Linked DNA regions of Mus musculus: region 1 is linked to region 2. A link is a contact called in public HiChIP or PLAC-seq data. All regions are on one chromosome and are shown on one strand. The core of a region is the stretch at or near the end of the contact, and the rest is flanking DNA. Distances in the headings are between cores, read along the strand shown.

What was found. HiChIP or PLAC-seq counts read pairs in DNA pulled down with a chosen protein or histone mark.
Region 1: a contact with region 2 is called in an HNF4G HiChIP or PLAC-seq map of pancreatic cancer cells. The contact joins the enhancer-like site here to the promoter of Vtcn1 in region 2. A contact is called at or near these places in 1 of 15 datasets of contacts at CTCF or cohesin (the NIH/3T3 cell line), 2 of 484 Hi-C or Micro-C datasets (double positive thymocytes and embryonic stem cells), 2 of 115 datasets of contacts at active chromatin or transcription factors (embryonic stem cells and pancreatic cancer cells) and 1 of 9 other capture datasets (embryonic stem cells).

What each region holds. Positions count from the first base shown.
Region 1 is chr3:100,886,276-100,892,255 of GRCm38.p6, forward strand. Vtcn1 (V-set domain containing T cell activation inhibitor 1) reads left to right here. Exons shown (of 6, transcript NM_178594.3): 4 at 1,889-2,167. Among named protein-coding and RNA genes, the nearest start is that of Gm40108, 20 kb to the right of the region's middle. Within about 2 kb of position 3,141, at least 38 of the 459 cell types and tissues checked have an H3K27ac peak or open chromatin away from gene starts, as enhancers often do. A contact at or near this core is called in the NIH/3T3 cell line and pancreatic cancer cells, where this site is marked.
Region 2 is chr3:100,821,616-100,827,381 of GRCm38.p6, forward strand. Vtcn1 (V-set domain containing T cell activation inhibitor 1) reads left to right here and starts at 3,844. Exons shown (of 6, transcript NM_178594.3): 1 at 3,844-3,975. The coding sequence starts at 3,944. Gm32720 (a long non-coding RNA gene) reads right to left here and starts at 4,953. Exons shown (of 3, transcript XR_375902.2): 1 at 4,624-4,953; 2 at 3,203-3,391.

The sequences.
Region 1 (5,980 bases), core at 1,891-4,390, 64 kb after region 2:
TCTCCCATATCATCTCCTAAAAACCCGCTCCCTCCGGGCTCAAAGCACATGCATCTCCGCTTCTTTGCTATGTAACAGGCTTGCTGGGTGTGAGGTAAAGAGCAGGTTAAAGGCATGTGTCTGTACCCTCAACATGGGGCACTGAAGGCAAAGGGATCAGGCGCTCCTGTCATCCTTGGCTCAGTGGGAAGTTCAAGGCCAGCGTGGCCTACATGAGACTGTATCAGAAACAAGACAAACAACAATGAGGTAAAAATCTCTTTTAATCCCCTCTCTGCACCAGTCTAACCCTGAGCAAAGAAGCAGCTAAAGGGCTTAATAAGTTGCTGACTGCCTGGGCGGGGACCTGGCAAGATGGATCAGCAGGTAAAGCTGCTTGATATTCAAAGCCATGCATCAGCCTGAGTTTGATTCCTAGAACCCATGTGTCTTGGTTATCTTTCAATTGCTCCTGAAAGACACCGTGACCAAGGCAACTATAGAAAAAAGGGTTTATTTTGGCCCTACGGTTTCAAAAGATGAATCCATATCACCCTGGCAGGAAACAAGACAGCAGACAGGCAGGCATGGAGCTAGAGCAGTAGCTGAGAGCTTACATCTAATTCACAGGCAAGAGGCCGAGAGAGGGAGAGAGACAGAGAGACAGAGAGAGAGAGACAGAGACAGAGACAGAGAGACAGAGAGACAGAGAGACAGAGAGAGGGGGGAGAGAGAAGAGAGAGAGAGTGAGAGCTTGGAATGGTGTGAGCATTTGAAACCTCAAGCCCCACCCCCAGTGGCACATCTCTTTCAACAAAGCCACACCTTCTAGTCCTTCCCAAACAGTTCCACCAAGCATTCAAACATATGAGCTTCTGGAGATCATTCTTATTCAAACAACCACATCATGCAAAAGAGGAAGGGGAGAACCAGCTCTCCAAAACTACTCTCCACGCTTCACAGGTATGCTGTGTGTGGCACATATTCCTACACAATCACCACTGTCACTGTCGTCGTCAGCAGCAGCATCACTATCACCATCATCATCATAACCATATCTTATCATTTTAATTGTGGACTGCCTTCCTGCCATAACAATAAGCCCAGAGCCCTAACACTCTATCCTAAGAGAACGGATACCTTAATTTCCAAGTGTTACTTTAATAAGTAGCATTTCTTAGAATACAAAAAATACCTACCATTCTACTTGTAGATATCAGAGCTAAAAATCTCTACCCAAGCAAACTCCAAATCCCCACAGTGCCAAGGCTTGTGAATAGGCCTTCTGTGGTGAAAGATGAATGTTTGTTCTTTCTTCTTACCCTTCTCTCTTTACCTCAAAACATATGATTCAGTAGGCCCTTCCAAGGCCCTATTGTCCTAAGGAAAGAGACATCCTCCTCCTCCTCCTCTTCCTCCTCCTCCCCTTCCTCCTCCTCTTCCTCCTTCTTCCATAATCACTGAGTTCCTCTTACATGGAGAAGATTATCAAAATGCTAAAATACATGAAACTCGGGTCCCTTGAGTTTGTGGTACTGGCCAAGGGTTATAATGCACAGTGATGCTCTGAACAAATAATTTATGCCCACGACATAATGGGCCTTACACAAACATTACTGTGGGGGTGTGCTGAGTCACTTCAGTGAGAGAAGTGATTGTCCCATGTTTTTAAGACCTAGCACTTTAGCTGGGTGGTAGTGGTGCATGTCTTTGATCCAGTACTCCAGAGTCAGAGGCAGGCAGAACTCTGTGTAGTCTACAGAGTGGGTTCCAGGACAACCAGAGCTACACAGAGAAACCCTGTCTCAAAAAACCAAACCAAACAAACAAAAAAGACCCAGTACTTATGGTGTTTTTGTCTAATCTGTCTCCCCGTGACATTTGTCCCTTTTGACCTTTGACCCTACAGCCTTCAGTATGCCAGAGATAAATGTGGACTATAATGCCAGTTCAGAGAGTTTACGCTGCGAGGCTCCTCGGTGGTTCCCCCAGCCCACAGTGGCCTGGGCATCTCAAGTCGACCAAGGAGCCAATTTCTCAGAAGTCTCCAACACCAGCTTTGAGTTGAACTCTGAGAATGTGACCATGAAGGTCGTATCTGTGCTCTACAATGTCACAATCAACAACACATACTCCTGTATGATTGAAAACGACATTGCCAAAGCCACCGGGGACATCAAAGTGACAGGTGGGTCTCCTGGGGTTTCCCGTGCTGCTGGAGATGAAACCCAGGGTCTGGGGGGTACAAGTCAAGCTCTCTATTCCCAAACATCTGCGCGCCTCTCCGTGTTCTCACATGTATCTCTAGAAAGAAAATAGTATGTCAATCAAAATTGAATTTATTTAATACATACCAGGGTACAAAAAATCTCTACGCTTCCAGAGCCTCTAGAGTAGTGGTTCTCAACCAATGGGTCACAACCCCTTTGCAGTAGTCAAACAATTCTTTCCAGGGGTTACATATCAGATACCCTGTATATCAGATCTTATACTATGATTCAAAACAGGAAAAGTTATAATTACAAAGTAGAACAAAATAATTGTATGGTTGGGAGTCACCACAACATGAGGAATTGTATTTTAGGGCTGCAGCATTAGGAGTGTTAACGAACCACTGTGCCAGAGATTTTGATCATAATTCTAGTTGGCACTGATTTTTGTAATCGAAGCCTAACACTGCATAATATTTATAGCATATTGACTAAAAAGTGGTGACTGAGCCTGGCATTGTGATGCACATCTTTAATCCCAGCCCTCGGAAGGCAGGTAGATCTCTGTAAATTTAAGGCTAGCCTGATCTACAGAGTGAGTTCCAGGCTAGCCAGAGCTACCCAGTGAGACCCTATCTAACTTCCTCCCTCCCAAAAGGCATTGACTGACTTAATCTGACATTACTTGGGGGTTTTTTGGGTTTTTTGGGGGGGGCTTTAGGATTCAGAGGCTTTTTCTTCCTAACTCGGGGGACTACTTTAGTGTAGAGTAGAGATGTAATGATTATTTGACAACTGTGACATATTTAACTGATACACTACATCCTAAATTCTTCCAAAATCACTAGATCCCAACTTGCCCTTGAGAAGGTTTTGAGTCTGAAGATCAAAGATCTACCCTCTGACTCAGTCTTACTCAGCATCATGGGACTGGAGGCTGATCTCACCAGTGTTGACTAAGACTGACCACTGGTCAGGAAAATCTGAAAACCTTAGACTGAAGTGGCCTCTTAGCAGCCTGTTTTAGTCCCTGTCACCTGCCTGCAGTGCTTTAGTGCATGCCAAACCTAGGAGGAAGGCAGTTCTAAGATGAACCAGACTCAGCTATGACTTCCGGGGCATGGCCTCTTATGCTTCATTGAACCCTCTCTTCAGAGTGAAGTTTGCTAAGAAAGAGTTGCTGTCTGTATCAAGTGTAGAACAATGCAAATGTGTGTGTGTGTGTGTGTGTGTACATACACATACACATATACATACTGTACATTTTTAATTCCTGACAGAGGATGGCTGAGCTTAACTGAATAAATGATACTCATAACATCTTATGTTTTTATTAAAATTATATTTATGAAAGTTAATCTGTGGAATGGCAGAAAATACTTGCAAATTACCTATCTAATAAGGTGTTAGTACTCATGATATATAAAGAAATCTTATAACTTAACAAAAAAATTAAATGGCTGAATTTTAAGGATTTTGGTTTTCGGGGCTTGATAGTCAGACCCAGGGCCCTGTGCATGCTGGGCAAGCAGTCTGCCACAGATAGGGTCATGTATCCAGCCATAACAGTTGGATTCCTGCTGCCTTTCTCCATTTTCCATATGTGTACTTTTTCATTTTGGTGTGTATACAGCGGACATGTGCATGTTTTTCATGTGTTTGTACACATGCACGTGTGTATGCACTCATATGAACATCAGAAATCATTCTCCATTGCTCTTCCCTTTGTTCACTGCAGCAGGCCTCTCAATCAAACCCAGAGCTGGTCTCACCAGCCGGCCTGCTCTGGGGATCCATCTCCAGTTTCCACTCCTTGAGGCTGGAGTGATAGGTGTGCTGTCATGCCCACACCACATTGATGCAGGTATCTGGGGATCTGAATGCCACTCCTCACGCTTGCACGGCAATCAGCTGTAACCATGGATCCATTTCTCCAACACTGAATTTGGAAATGAGCATATGAGAAGGGGCGATTTTCTAATTATGATATTTAAATGACCAAAAGGTCCGTCAAAATGTGCTTCACAGCATGAATCATGAGTATAAAGCTAAGTAAAAACAACAAGAAGCTGTCACCTCAGACTCCAGGCCCATTGAGATGCTCACCAACCAGAACTCACACACGCAGAAATGAGCAAGGGTTGGTGAGGAGGTAGAGAAACTGGAGCACTCATGCACTGTAAGTAGGACAGACTCTGAAGTAATCAACAGAAAATAGCATGCTCTAACACCAGACTAGCCACATGATCTGATGACTATACTTTTAGGTATATCCAAAAAATAAAAGTCTTAGATAAATATTTGAATGCTTATGGTGGTAGTAATACTATTTATAATAGTCAAGAAAATAGAAGCCTGAAGTGTCCATTGATGACATAGATGACAAATGGACACCACGGGTTAGATATAGTAAATGCACACTGTAGAGAGAATATCTTATGTCTGTGTGGATGTGGCACCTGTCAATAATAAATCTGATGGCCTATGGCTTAGGCAGGAAATAGGAGGTGGGACATCCGGGAGGAGAGAGAATTCTGGGATAGAATGAGTGAGGCAGGAGAGCCACCCAGGAAGATGTGAGGAGACAGACACATGGTACCTGAGCACAGATAAACAGCCATGTGGCAAAATGTAGATTAAAATAATAGATTCTCTTAAGTTATAATTCTAGGTAGAGAAGAGCCTAGCTATATAGCCAAGGTATTTGTAAATATATATTGAGTCAGTGTCTTATTTTTGGGAAATTGGGACTGGTGGGTAGAGCCAGACCCAACTTTTACAGCACACAGCAGGGTACTAATCATCCTAGATTCTTGTTCAACAGGCACAGATTTTGTGCCAAGTATGGTCATAGTACTTTAAAAACCCACGAGATACTTAGATAAACGGTACAGCTATCATTAAAAAGTTAATCCCAGTATTAAAATGGGACCTCTAAGATAGAGTTAATTGTGACTAGAGTGGACCAAGAGGGACAGAGAGTTCGGGTTAGGTTATAAAGATGGAGAAAATGAAAGACTAAGAAGCCTTGAAATCAGGAGCCTGTGGCAGTGGTCCCAGAGAGGAATTGTGAGCATATGAAAAGGGAAAAAGAAAAATAAATTAAGTTGCTTGAATAAAAACAAGCAAACCAAGCCACCCATGGATCTTGATATAGCAAATGTGACCATCAAGAAAAATAACAGTCAGAATGGGTTTGATGTTCGTACCCAGCATGTCGAGGAACCTGGTACCTATACCAACAAAGCAGGGACACAGAAGCAACATGAGGGTGAAGATGATGATGCTTTAGAGACGTTGCTCTTCAAAGGCCCACAGAGGATGCAGGCAGAGATGCCTACCGCTTGACACATTACCCATCACGTGGAGGCCTGGGAGGCTGCAGCCCTACTCCATACATTTCATTCTATGAGACAGGATCCCTGGGCATCTAACCTTTCAGTGTTCATTTTCCTACTGGGCTTGGGTAGGTCTGCTGTGTGTGTTGTTTGCAGCTAACACTTATTGAGTGACAGTATGCCAGGCACTGTTCTATGTCACTCATGAGCTCTCATTCTTATTATTTTTTTCTGGTAGAGGAAAAAAAAGGAGCAAATATGTATTGAGTTATTTACTGAAGTCACAGGCCTAAAGTGTGACAGAGCTGAAATAGTGACATGAAATTGGATTGTCTAAGGGAGAAAAGAGTAGAAGGTGAAATCGATAATTCTGTATCATTTTATAGAGGTCTAGTGAAATCTGATAGCACAAACCTGTAGACGCCACTGCCTAGGGAACAGGTACATCCAAAA
Region 2 (5,766 bases), core at 2,594-5,093:
GGGTGTATGTATATTCACCATGTGTGTGCATGAGCCCACAGACATCAGAAGAAGGCATTGGAATGGAAGTACACCAGATCTGAGTACTGTAAGATGCTTTTAACTGCTGAGCCATCTCTCCAGCTCCACCTCAAAAGAAGTGTGTGCGTGTGTGTGCGTGTGTGTGTATGTGTGTGTGTGTGTGTGTGTGTATGTGCATGTGAGGGTCGTTGCTGTTGTTTACACCAGGTCAGCTGGCTGTGAGTTTCCAGAGATTCTCCAATCTCTCTCTCCCATCTCACTGCATCACTGAGGATTCAGATACAAATTGCTGTGTCTGGCTTTACTTGAACTTCTGGGGGGAGGCGGTGTTAAATTCAGGTCCTTGCCCTTACACAGTGAACACTTTACTCACTGAACCATCTCACCAAGCCACTAAATTATTTTAATAAGTTTAATAATTTAAGTAATAAAATAAATTTAATAATCAATTGGAAACTAGTGGGAGCCTAGTCATATTGGAGAGTAAAACGTATAAAGGAGCGTGTAAAGGAATTGGATGTATAAAGGAACGCTGCCATTTGAATTATCTCTCTCCAAGACCCTTGAGCTTGACCCTTAAAGAACCTCAGAATGTCAGCACTCAGAAGACAGAGCCAGCAAAGAAGCCATGAGACTCAAGTGAGGCCTTCAGGCCAGGCCTTAGTTAAATATGGCCGCTGTCCTGGTAGGAGGATGAGACGAGGAAGCAGCTGTGTAGAGAAAGATTCTGGAGAAGACCCCACGCTGCTGTGAGGGACCTCAGGAGAGAGAGAAAGAGAGAGAGAGAGAGAGCTGCCAGTGCATCATCCCCAGACTTAGAGCCTTCAGAATCGAGAAGGGATAAAGCCCTGTGGTTGGGGCTGCCCAGCCTGGGCTACTTTGTTCAGACCACCATAGCAAAGTCATCCAAGAGGGAGAATCGGGAGATGGCTGGATGTAGGGATATGCGGAACAAGAGAAGAGGGGGGCAAGGGTGACGCTTTTTGATATCACCCAAATATGGTGTGTGAAGACACATGAAGCATGTGACCTAAAGGGAAAGCTTGCTTCTGCCCACTCAAGGCTGGGTGGAAACTCTGGAATTCCCCATCTCTTTTAAGAGTGGGCTGCCCTCTACCCTACCACGAAGCCCCACAGAGGTCAGAAAGAATGAGAAGATAATATCTTTTCCTTCTGTACATTTAAATTCCAATGAGACTGCTTGGAAATCTCCTAGTCCTCTGATAAGCACTATGAGCCTCTCTCTGAACTGTCCTTAAAGCAAGCAGAGCATGATGGGTTTTAATAAAGTTAAGTGAGTGACTAATCACTCCTGTGAGTCTCCCTGTGCGCACCTTTCTCCTTTTGGAAGTTAATCAATTTTTTTTTAATCTTTTCTTTGTAATCTCTCTTTGCAGACTTATTTCCTTGACCTTTCAGAGGGCAGAGGGCACATTCCCCTTGACCTCTACAACAAACAGCCGGCAAGGTTGCTGTGTTCTGAATGCTGTAACAAGGAAGATGGGTCAGGCGGCAGATGCAGATGAAGTTGTGGAGTCTCTAGGGGAGAGCCCAGTGGAGAGATGACGACTCAGCAGCTGGCTGTAAGGAGCCAGAGCTCAAAGGACCTGAGCTGAGGACACAGGTGCTCAGGAGTCCAGATACAGGGCAGCTGAAGCGGAGCAGAGCAGCAGCTGAGGGCACTCTAGGGACATGGTGCTGTGGGAAGAGTGGCCAGAGGACACAATCACAGGGAAGCCCATGGCTGAGGGGAGAGTGAGGATGACTGGGCAGGGTGGGGGGCATTAGCAGAGTCACAGAGAACAGTGGGTGTCCCTCAAGGGCTGGAGAGGGAGCAAAGCTTCTGTCTGTCTATCTGTCTGTCTGTCTGTCTGTCTTTCTCTCTGTATACACACACACCACAATGCCCTTTGCCATTTTTAAAAATATGTTCACTGTTTCTGTTTCACAGCCAGAACTGGAGTGATGTCAGTTTGCTTCTCCAGAGATGGCAGAATGTTCTTCAGCTTGCATCCCTGCTGTGGCAACGCCCACTGTGCAGCCTGTGGCTTCTTTAGCTCCTTACCTTCCTTACGGGGCAGTGTGCACCTGCCCCCAATGACATCTCCCCCAGACCCCTGTGTTTGGAGTTGTCTTGTTTCCTTCCAGGACCTTCCTCAGACCTTAGCGATGACATGTGGTGGCTGGAGGAGTGTTGGAGGTGGAGCCGCTCCTTTCAGAGCTCATCGAGTGGTTGGACCTTTGTGCTCTTGCTCAGAATGTATAGATCTAAGGAAACTATGGCCTCTAGGGACCTCAGCTTCCTGAACCCTGGAAGGACCCATCTTCATGGACACTGCATAGGTTCCAGGGTGTTGCTCTTTGCTTATTTCAGGGAGAGGACAAGCACAGGGGGCCTCTTCTAAACCTGCTAACTCCCTAAGGGACGCTTCAGAGCACTGGTTCTCAACCTGCCATCATAACCCCTAGGAGGGGCCATGTATCAGACAGCCTGCATATCAGGTATTTACATCGGGATTCATAACAGTAGCAAAATTACAGTTATGAAGTAGCAATGAAAATAATTGTGTGGTTGGGGTCAGCACAATACAAGGAACAGTATTAAAAGGTCATAGCATTAGGAAGGCTGAGAACCCCTGCTTTAGAGAAAGGCAAAGTGTTCTTGAGACCACCCAGGAAATCAACCTCCCTGTGCTTGACTGCCAAGCTCAGTCCTCTCTTCTGAAGTTTTCTCCTCTTGCCACTCAGTCTTCTCTCCTTCTCAGCTCCACTCTCTGCTGGTTCCCAAAGTCCCTGACCCATTCTGGGTTGGCCATAGAAGGCCTGGGAAAGTTACCTAATCATCAAAGGCATTCATTCCCCTTCCAAGGGTAGAAGAGGTACGCAGGAAGCAAGCTTTATTCTTTTCAAAGCATCCTAGGTTGTGATCCCAGTGCTCAGGGGCTGAGGCAGGAGGATTGATAGAAGTATGAGGTAGCCTGGGCTACAATTGTGAAACTAGTAAGTTTCAAGCCAGCCAGCCAGGGCTACAGTGTGAGACCCATTTCAAAGACAGGAGGGAGGGAGGGAGGGAGGGAGGGAGGGAGGGAGGGAGGGAGGGAGGGAGAGAGAGAGAGAGAGAGAGAGAGAGAGAGAGAGAGAGAGCTGCCTTGCCATGAAATTCAGAATGCTATCCACTCACCTTGAATAATTTTCTGTGCAATATATTCTCAACATCTCTGGAACCTCAAAGCAGCATTAAGAAATGGGAGTAGGGACAGGTCCCCTCACCCTCTCCCTGAAAGGAAATCAGATCTCCTCACTTAGCTTTGTCAGAGTTCTTCAACACCAGGGCACACCAGGGTTCTTGTAGCTTCAGCTCATGGCCTCTCTGTGAGTACACCAGCAGAAATTGAACGTAGAGAATGATTCTAGGGGAGGCATGGGGGGGGGGGGCACAACCTAGTCTGCTGTCTCAGGTCAGCACCAGCAGGGATCAGATGCATGAGAGAGAAACTCTATCACGGGTGACCCAGCCAAGGTCTGAGGTCAACACCAGCAGGGATCAGCATTTCTACCAACCCTGCAGCTTCCTGGAATTCCTCAGACAGTGAGTTTAGATCCTCCTTGTGGCCTTGTGCAATTGAAAGATAGCGACCTGTATGAATTCAAGCCCCGAGGTAGAGACTGGGAAACTTCTCCTCACCCTTTCACAGGTCAGGGCCTAGAAAGGCATCCCTGGGCCTTGGCTTCACGGAGCTATTTCCTCATACCTGAGCCGTCCACAGCTACATGCACCCCTCCCAGCCTGCACTATTTAAAGACAGCACAAAGGAACCCGATGTGAGTCACAACACCCAGGAGGGCAGCAGCAGGCAGGCAGCTCCACTCACCAAAATCTGGCCCCACACACAGCAGGACTGTGGGAAGGAACTCCCTCTCCATGGCTTCCTTGGGGCAGATCATCTTTTGGAGGTAATCCTCTCTCTCTCTCTCTCTCTCTCTCTCTCTCTCTCTCTCTCTCTCTCTCCCTAAATTGAGAACAGGGGTGGGGTCTTTGGGAGGTGCTAAGAACCTGTGGGCTGTGCTACAGGGTCACACTTGCACTTTATCCGGTCCAGCACTGGGAGAGGAAGAGGTTAATAAGCAACTTTAGCAGCCCTGAGCAACTGCCCAGACTCAGGGAAGGTTCTGGTAGGTGATTTCTTTCTTATGAAAGACTCATCCCTACTAAGGCAGCTGTGGACTGAAAACTGTGTGTTCCACACTGAGGACTCAGCTGAGATGTTCAGGCACAGTAAACCCAGTTCATGGAGCTGCAGAGGTTGGATGGAGAGCAGGGCTGGTGGTGAGCAGGCAGGCAGACAGACAGACGTGTTTCAACACTTTCCTGTGGGCATACTGTCTCTGCAGTCTCACACTAACACCCAGCTCCAGCCCAATCTCGGCTGCAAGGTGGGGGTCCCTCATTTTCCCAGGAGAGCCCAGAAAGGACACCCTGATGGTTATTGCTACATAACCCACTAGACAAATTAAAATAAAATACAATAAAAAGACGCATGCCCACCTGCCGCCTACTGTTCCTCAGCTATACTCCAGGTTCCCCGTTAGGACATCATTTACCTTTCTGATTGAAAAGAGATGGAAAATGAAAGGATTTTGTTGTTGTAGTTGTTGTTGTTGATGGTGATGGTGGTGGTGGTGGTGGTGGCGGCCTGGCCCATCCTCCAATCTCCTTCTCCCCCACTAGGAAATAGATGATGATTTCAGTGTCAGTCCTAACTCATTAACAGTTTTTAGGAAGACACACATGCTGGTTCTAGGGGTTGTTTGAAGACCCAGTCTTCCAATTTCATGTGCCTCTTCCAGTTAAGAAAAGAAAAGGAGGGTGAGGTGGCAGAAAGGAGAGTGATTAACAATGAAAAGTCTGTAAAGAACATCACTTCCCACACAGCCTAGAAAATTCCTCCCTTAAAAGAGAACTCCACCTCCCTCACTCATGTTCAGCAAGAGGCGGGGCAGAGGCTCTGCAGGATCAGCAGAGAGGGGCTCTGGACAGCACCCCTCCCTCACTGTGCTGGGCCAACGCCCTGAGGAGCAACAGGTGTCAATCATCTTTGTCCAGAAGCCTCAGCCTGTCTGGATGGCAGTCGGAAGCACCCGTGTCAGGAGCTAGCATTTTGAAAGCACCAGCATACTAGGTACTTTGTTGGCGTCTTGAATCTCATTACCCCTTGTAAAGGCTCTTCATAGCCCTGAAGCTATATACATAAGGGGTGGGGCAGCTTTAAACCCACTCTCTGAGAACCCTCTGAGGAGCTTGCTCCTGTTCCCGCCATGGCTTTCCTCCTCTACCACCCAAGCTTAGGTTCTCCAGGATGGGAAACAAGTGTCTCTGTTGTTCCAAGGTCAGGCACGTGGGCTTTCTAATAATACATTGCAACCAGCCAGACTGGTTTTGCTGGAGGATCAGCCAGAGGTGGGTGTTCAAAATGTGGGTCCCCCCACCCTCTAAGATTTAGTGACCCACTAGGATCAACAGAGGCTTCTCTTAGTGACCCTGGTTGCCTTGTTCACCATTTAAATGTTGCAGTTGCAAAATCAGGGACAAGCCACAAGGGTGACAGACAGGGAAGAGGGACCCTGATCATCTCAATGGATAGTGGGATCAGAAAGCTTTTCTCTAGATACAAACAGAACCTATTTGGCGAACCCAGTGTCCTCTCTCAGTGCCAACTAATCTCCTTTCTTTGCCATAATCCCCTT